Regions from separate parts of the Arachis hypogaea genome. Here region 2 is linked to region 1. A link is a contact called in public Hi-C data. All regions are on one chromosome and are shown on one strand. Each heading gives the region's core, a stretch centred on a gene start, on an enhancer-like site or on the middle of the called end of the contact. The rest is flanking DNA. Distances are from core to core; before and after follow the strand shown.

What was found. Hi-C and Micro-C count contacts between places; a contact is called where the count stands out from the background.
Region 2: a contact with region 1 is called in a Hi-C map of leaf, with 2.6 times the contacts expected there. The contact joins the promoter of LOC112743081 here to the promoter of LOC112743060 in region 1. A contact is called at or near these places in 2 of 8 Hi-C or Micro-C datasets (both in leaf).

The regions. Positions count from the first base shown.
Region 1 is chr2:75,962,789-75,966,679 of arahy.Tifrunner.gnm2.J5K5, forward strand. It overlaps LOC112743060, which reads right to left and starts at 1,772. Exons shown (of 2, transcript XM_072218985.1): 1 at 1-1,772. The coding sequence starts at 1,253.
Region 2 is chr2:76,909,074-76,912,964 of arahy.Tifrunner.gnm2.J5K5, forward strand. It overlaps LOC112743081, which reads right to left and starts at 2,080. Exons shown (of 6, transcript XR_003171923.3): 1 at 1,666-2,080; 2 at 697-739.

The DNA of each region.
Region 1 (3,891 bases), core at 522-3,021:
GCATCTACATGACCAGGCTTCAAATCAATAGCTTTCTGAAACACCTCAATTGCCCTCTCATCGTCATTCATGGCATGCAAAGCCGAAGCCAAGTCACAATGCGCATCAGCATAATCAGGCTTCATGAAAATTGCTTCCTCCAATGCCTTCACAGCGGCCCTATACTCCCCTACACCGAAAAGTGCACTACCTAGTAGCTTCAATGCTCTAAAATGAGTGGGACAAAGAATTGCAGCCTCCCTATAATATTCACAGGCACTCAAGACCATACCTTCACCTTCCAGCGCAATCCCAAGGTTGACATAAATCTGCGGTAGCAAATAGGCCCACTGATTCCCGCCTGCCTCAGCTGCCTCCAAAGCCAACAGGTACTCCTCCTTGGCCTCCCTGTACCTGCCAAGAACATACAAACAATTCCCAGCCCTAAAATGTGGCCTCACATCAACAGGCTGCAACTCACAAGCCCTCTTGAAACTCACCAAAGCCTCCTTGAACAACTGATGCTCATACAAAACTCGCCCAATCGCCATGTGTCCATCAAATGCCTCTTCCCTTGACCTAGCAGCATCTGCCCTACCCCTCAAGCCCCCTAATTCCTTCAAAAACACAGCATAATCATGTCCTGATTCTTCCCAAAACACCCTTTTCTCCGAAATCTCTGCGGAAGGCCCCAATTCCCGGGACCAACCGGCATCTGAATACGCATCAAAATTCTCCCCTTTCAATTTTCCATCTTTTGCCTGCTTCGTCCTCAGCCTCTTAATTAGAATCTCCAAATCGTCCACAATCTTCCAAGTGTCATCGAACACAATCCCGTGGTTTGGCGACACGGCCCAAGCCGCCGTCCGTTGCTTCTTCTGCGTCTCCACCGCCATCCTCTCGTCTACAATGGACGAAGACGAGGCCTCGGACGCCGCCGCCGCCGAGGAGCCCTTAGCGGCGGCCGCAGCCTCCTCGAGGTTGAGCTCGAGGCCGAGTGCGTCGAAGTCCCTATCCACGTCGCCGGCACCGTCGTCGTAGGTTCGGAGGAGGCCCTCGTAGGTGAGCCCCTTATCTCCGTCAATGAAATCGCCATAGGTTCGGAAAACCTCGTCGAGAATGGCGTTGATCTGTTCGTCGCTGAACTTCACCCTAGGGTTCACTGCCACAACAAGCGAAGCCATTTCCTCCCTATTGAGACCACCGTCGCTGTTCGCGTCGAATTGCTGGAAAATTCTCCGAACCTTCTCGGATCTCGTGCCCCTCGTCGCCATTTCCACAGCCTCCAAATCGACACTTGGTGGTTGTTACGGTATTTCAGGTGGTTTTGGGCTAAGAACAGAAAAAACCCTAATTCTTTTTTTTTTCCCCAATTTTCCTAAACTGGAACCCTAATCAATTTGTTTAGGAACATTTTTGGGATTTTGGAGGGTGATGGGCTGAAAAATCGTTACTTGTTGTTCATGATAATCATGATGGATGGTGGGTGTGGGGGGTTGGGGAAATCCGAAAAGGGAAAGAGGGGCCAACATTGAAGGATGCGATTTTTTTTTTCTTTTACTTTTTTAAAGGGGGTTTGAAATTAGAAAGTAGAAACCCTTAATTGTTTTCTAAAACTAGGATTATTTTACAATTGTCAATTGGGATTCAAAAATTGTTTAATCGTTGTTGATAACGGTGATGAGGATGGGCGGGTGTGTGTGGGGGTAATTCGAAAGGGGGCAGAAAAGGCAATCGGGGACCAATTCAAAAAAGCCATAGCTTTGTATTTGGAATCCTAATTTGATTTTGGAGAAATCATTAGGGTTGTTAATCTCAGCTTTGCCAGAAGATCACATTTAAAAAAAAAAAAAAAAAAGACTCACACTTTGTCGTTTCAATCCTCAATTCCATTTAATCTCTTTTTTTTTTAAGAAAAAGTATACGTTACCAAAAGTGAATCTGCCAACTATTACCAACACGTGATAAATTAGGATTAAATTATGATTAACTTAAATGTGGCTTTATTTAGTAGATGGGCTTTATGTCCAGCCCAACTCAAGTTGGCAGATTTTGGCAGATAAAAAGTTGGTAACGTAGCACTACTATTTTTTAAAATAATATTGGGTGATCAAATTATTTTAAAAACTAAATTTAATGAAATTAGTTTAATAATTTATTAGAACAATAAATATCAATTAAAAACGAAAAAAATGTAGAAAAATATCAAATTTAGTTAAAAAATAAAGTGTTCACTTAATATTTTTTATAATTTTTATATGTATTTTTTTTATTTGTGATTTTTGTCATTTTTAAAGGAGATCTTTTTTTTTAAGTTTGTTTTTGTTTCTTATATGAAATTCTGGATTTGTTGAACAAACTCAGCAGAGAATTGAGATAATTTCGCTATAGCAAATTCAAGAGTGGATTGAAAAAAATTTTTCATAACAAGCTCAAGAGGTGATGATTCCTAAAGATTCTATGATACATGCTCAAAAAGATAATTGGGACATTCTAAGACAAAAGGACAAAATAAGAATTTCACATTTTCAGATGACTCCATCACTAGAGTACGTGCAAAAAAACTCAAAGAGAGCTTTGGAAACTTGGCAGGACTTATGCATAAGAAGTTACATAAAGTTCTAACCAAAGAAGAATGGGCAAAATCCATGGGTTAAGTCAGGACAGTAAAAAGCCCAATAATACTTTTCAAATTCAATGTGAAGCATAATTTATTATTAAATTTCGAAAATTTAGGCCTTTGTTTTGTAGTTAAAGTTTTGTTAGAAGATTTGTTTAATTCTGATTTGTTTAGTAGTATTTTTTTTTTGAAATTTAAAATTTAAATCAAATCTAATCTAATCCATTAAAGATCAAATCTGATTTAAATTTCAAAATCTTATCTTATCTTTTTTAGTTTGTTAGGGGCCTATTTAAACACCTTTGGTAGACCATTTACATAACTTTTGATGAATAAATTTTTCGTTGCTTTTAGCACGTTTTTATTGTGTGATTAAGTGAGGTGAGTAATTTGCTTTACTTGTTGCATGAAGAAGATTGAAGGATCCAACACTAAGGTGATCTGCGTGGTGGTTCTTTTCAGTTTTCATCCCTCTAATCTAGGTTGTCAAGGACAGGTTCTTTGAAGGTCTAGTAGGGAGCCCCTTTTAGTGACTTAGGTTGCTAAGAATAGCTTTCTTAGAGGTCTAGTAGGAAAAATCCCATTTATCTATCTTTTTATGTTTCTGCGGTGTTCTTTTGGGTATGCCCTTTACTGAATAATTCTTATTTATTGTGATAAAACCCCTAATCCCTAACAATCTTCCTATCATCTGGTATCAGTAATAGGTCTTAGATAAATTCTTATTTATCCGCACGTTCCAACATTCTTGCTTAGTCTCTTTAGTTTTCTCTTCATTTTCTGCAAATTTACTTCAGTTGGTTCAAAAAAAAAAACAAAAAATTTTTACTTTAATTCCATTACTGCAACTTCCATATATTAAAGTTAACATCTGCAAAAAAAAAACTGTAAAAAAAATTTCAAATTTTTTCACCTTTGTTTTAGTTTTCCAAATTTTCTTTGGTTCCAATTAGGATTCAATTTTGCTTGTTTCTGTCATCTTAGTATCACTTCTTGTTTCCTTCCTTTATCACATACTTTGATTGTTTTCTTATCAAGTTGAACGTCTCTATCATTCAGATTATCTTAGTTTCATGTCTCAATTCCTCATTTTTGAAGTGCAACTTGTTAAAGCAATCCAAGAGTGGGAAAAGGCAAGAGTGGTGAGCTCAACAGAAGATAAAAGCCACATATTGAGTGCAAACACAAGTGTCCTACTCCGAGTGATACATATGAGAAGAGTGTTGTGAGGTCTTTTCTTTCACAGTCTCATTGATGGCTAACAACGAAGGAAATTCCGATCCACAACTAAC
Region 2 (3,891 bases), core at 830-3,329, 950 kb after region 1:
CTTAAATGTATCCAGCCTAAAGGAAAGAGTGATAAGCTGTCTTAAACTTCAAATATTTTTTCTTCATTCAATGTTGAACACTGAACAAGAAATTAAATTAGACATACATTGCTCAACTGAAAATAATTAAAATTACAACAAACAGTTAAAAAAATCATTAATGAATCATGAGAGAATTACAGCATGTTAATCAAATCTAAGTGCAAGGATATGTTAATCAAATAATGAGCTGCACTACATGTTTGATGTTGATGACCTGAGACTGAAATGAAACAAGGACTACAGCATACACTAATGTGTCTAAGTGCAAGGGTTAGAGGTGTTCTTGCACTTGCTAAAATAAGTTTGGCTCCTCTACCATGAATACGCAATACAAAAGGCACAAACCTCAATAAGTAAGATCATAGTGAAACATGACATGATCAGTCCCAATTATTAAGTTCCGATTTCTAACATGACTACTGCTGTACCGCATGTATAAAATATAAGTACTAGCCTTCAATAGAGCAACTCAGATTGCTAGCAAGAACGGATGACTCGAACTCATTTACAGAGCAAGGGCATATTTTGATTTCTAGAATTTATCCAAAATATATAAATGAATAAAAAAATAAATGTTCAGTTAATGCAAAAAATATTGAACAGAACAAGGGCAACAGAGCTAAATAACTACAGAAATTACTCATTTATAACTACCTAGGTGAGCAGATCGTGTGGTCAAACCCAATGGTATTTCCTTCTGCAAACACAAAGCAGCTAACATTTAGTTTATTAAAATAGAAAGAAGCAAATTCAGGATGACTGCAATCATGTTGATGAATTATTAGAAGTTTAAAAACAAATTTAAATCAAAACTACCTGCTGTTAGTGTATTAAACAGTTTAGGCATTTGGCATTTGGCAATCACTACTGCATCAGGAACATTCTTAAAGTAATAAAATTACAATAATGATGTTAATAGTACTTGATTTAGCATTCATGAAAATTAAACCTAAAATATGGCACCACAAAGCTTCACATAGTTACTAACTAATAAGATATATACTATTTATTGTTTTCAACAATTTTAATGTGCTAATTGTTACATATTTCTTGAGAACACTTAAGAAATTAAATGTAATATTATAGATGAAATTCAATAATCATTCCTCTCTGTTTACAAAATCTTGAAAACAAGAGATACTACTTTGTTAAAAATCAAAGAAACCATGTTCAAGTAAATTTGATCTGTTGCACTTATTTAAGCCTAAACCTGTTTTAGATTCCAACTGTGAACCTTTCAGCAGATTTAGTCTTCAATAAAACAATTGAACGAGCTCATCAATTTAAACTTTGAATTAAAATGTCTTGTAACATACAAATTAATTTATGATATTGAACTAACCTAACAATTTTTGGGGGAAGGCGACAAATAATTTTAGGTCTGCAACATAAATCCCAATTCAAATATCCCCTGCGAGAATACTATCAACTAAATTTAAATGTTTTTGCTTATTCTTACAACATTCTTCTTCCCAGATTATCCTCTACGACATCATTAAATCAAATATAACCTCAAAAGGAAGTGCGAAGTGCGAAGTGCGAAGTGCAGAAAAGGAAAATCAAAAGGAAAAAGAGATGTTAAGTGAAGATTCGTGAACATGCAGCATAAAACATTAGAATAACCTCAAAGAAGCTGAGTAGCAATGGCGAGAAAGAGCCGTCGGCGGCAACAACGAGCTCGGCGGCATGAAGGAGTGTAGTAAACTAGTGGCAATGAGCAGCGTCGATGGAAGATCTGAGATCCGAAAGAAGGGAGGATGAAAGGTTGAGATCTGATATCTGAGATCAGAGATCTGAGGTGAGTGTAGCCTAGAACAAGGGATGGTGAAAGGTTGAAGAGGAAGCGACAGTGGAGGTTGAAGAGGTAGCTACGGAGAGAGATGAAGGAGATCAGGGATAGAAGGGAAATTGTAAAGCGAGCCCTCATCTGTTTCAAGCTAGGGTTACTGTAAATTTTTATATTATATACGTGTGAAAACGGCGGTTCAAAACCGCCATAATCACTTGAACCGCCACCAAACTCAAAGTTCATTATGGTAGCAACTAAAAATGACATAATAACCGGTTATTAAGGCGGTTCTTTAGAACCACCATAATATTAATGCCATTTTAAACTCTTTTTTTGTAGTGAAAGTTTTGAAAAGATAGGATTTTTAAATTGAAAATTTGACTTGACTCATAAGAAACAACTAAATTTTAAAAAATTTTTGACTGAATCAATCCAAAAATTCAAAATTTATGAGAGAAATAAGGGAAAGATATTTTTTATTTTTGAATTTTTAATGAGGAGAGAGAGAGAAACACAAAAATGACTCAAAATATGAAAATTTAAGATCAAAACAAAAAAATACATGCAAGAACACTTTGAATGTCAAGATGAACACCAAGAACAACATCAAGAACATATTTTTGAAAATCTGTTGAAAAGAATGACATGTAAGACACCAAACTTAAAAAATTTTAAACTTTTGATTCTAAGAATCCGAAAATACATATGAAAAATAAGAAAAGACACAAAACAAGAAAATTTTAAGATCAAACAAGGAGACTTTATCAAGAACAACTTGAAGATCATGAAGAACACAATGCATGATATTTTTTGAAAATTTTTTTTAAGGAAAATTAAAAATATGCAATTGACACCAAACTTAAAATTTGACACCAGGCTCAAACAAGAAACACAAAATTATTTTTGTTTTATGATTTTATTAAATTTTTTTTGAAATTTTTCGAATTTTTTTTGGAAAAACGAAAAAGAAGAGAAAAATTTTTTTGAAAATTTTTTGAAAATAAAATAAAGGTTGAAACAAGAAGAAAATTACCTAATCTGAGCAACAAGATGAATCGTCAGTTGTCCAAACTCGAACAATCCCCGGCAACGGCGCCAAAAACTTGGTACACGAAATCGTGAGTTCACACTTTTCTCACAATTCCGCGCAGCTGACCAGCAAGTGCACTGGGTCGTCCAAGTAATACCTTACGTGAGTAAGGGTCGATCCCACGGAGATTGTCGGCTTGAAGCAAGCTGTGGTCATCTTGTAAATCTCACTCAGACATATTCAAATGGTTATGAAGTTTTGATAATAAAAAGAGAAATAAAACATGGAAGCAAGACTAAGAACACACAGCAACTCGGAGAATCGCCGTACCCCCTTGCTCATCTTTGAGTGCACCGAGGACGGTGCAAACTTTTAAGTGTGGGGAGGTCATCCGACCGGTCGGCGATTTTGGGTGACAAATTTCTAATCCTAACACTTTTGCATTTCATTCTAGGATTTTATGGTTTTTACTTGCATTTTCTTATTTTTGCATATATATACATAATAAGCTTAGTCAAAATAATGAAATTTTTTCAAGATTTCTATCTATAGGGCACCTCAATTGATTTGAGTGAAAACTTTTCATTAAACTTGCTTGAATTATATATCTTGTGGATCATGTTTTTGAGCTAAGAACACAAGCAAGTGAGTTTTGAGCCTAATGGTGTGGTTACATCTTATAACCACTTATTTTTCCTTCTTGTGTGCATTATTCTCTTTCTATGAATGTGATCTTTGATTTGTTTGATTCTTTATGTTCATTATTTTATGTATTCATGCGTTTATATGATTGTGGCCATCATTTCATTAGCTCACTTATCCAAATAGCCAACCTTTTATATTCCTTTGTTAGCCAATTTGAGCCTACGCTTAACCCACTTGTTCTTATTTTAGCACATTACAAGCCTTAAAGTGAAAAACAATAATTGTCCTTTATTTGGATCTTTGATTAGCTTAGGCTAGTGTGTGTGAGTTCCATTCAAGTGTGGGAACTCTTGGGACATTGGGGGAATAAAAGGGTAGTTTTGTA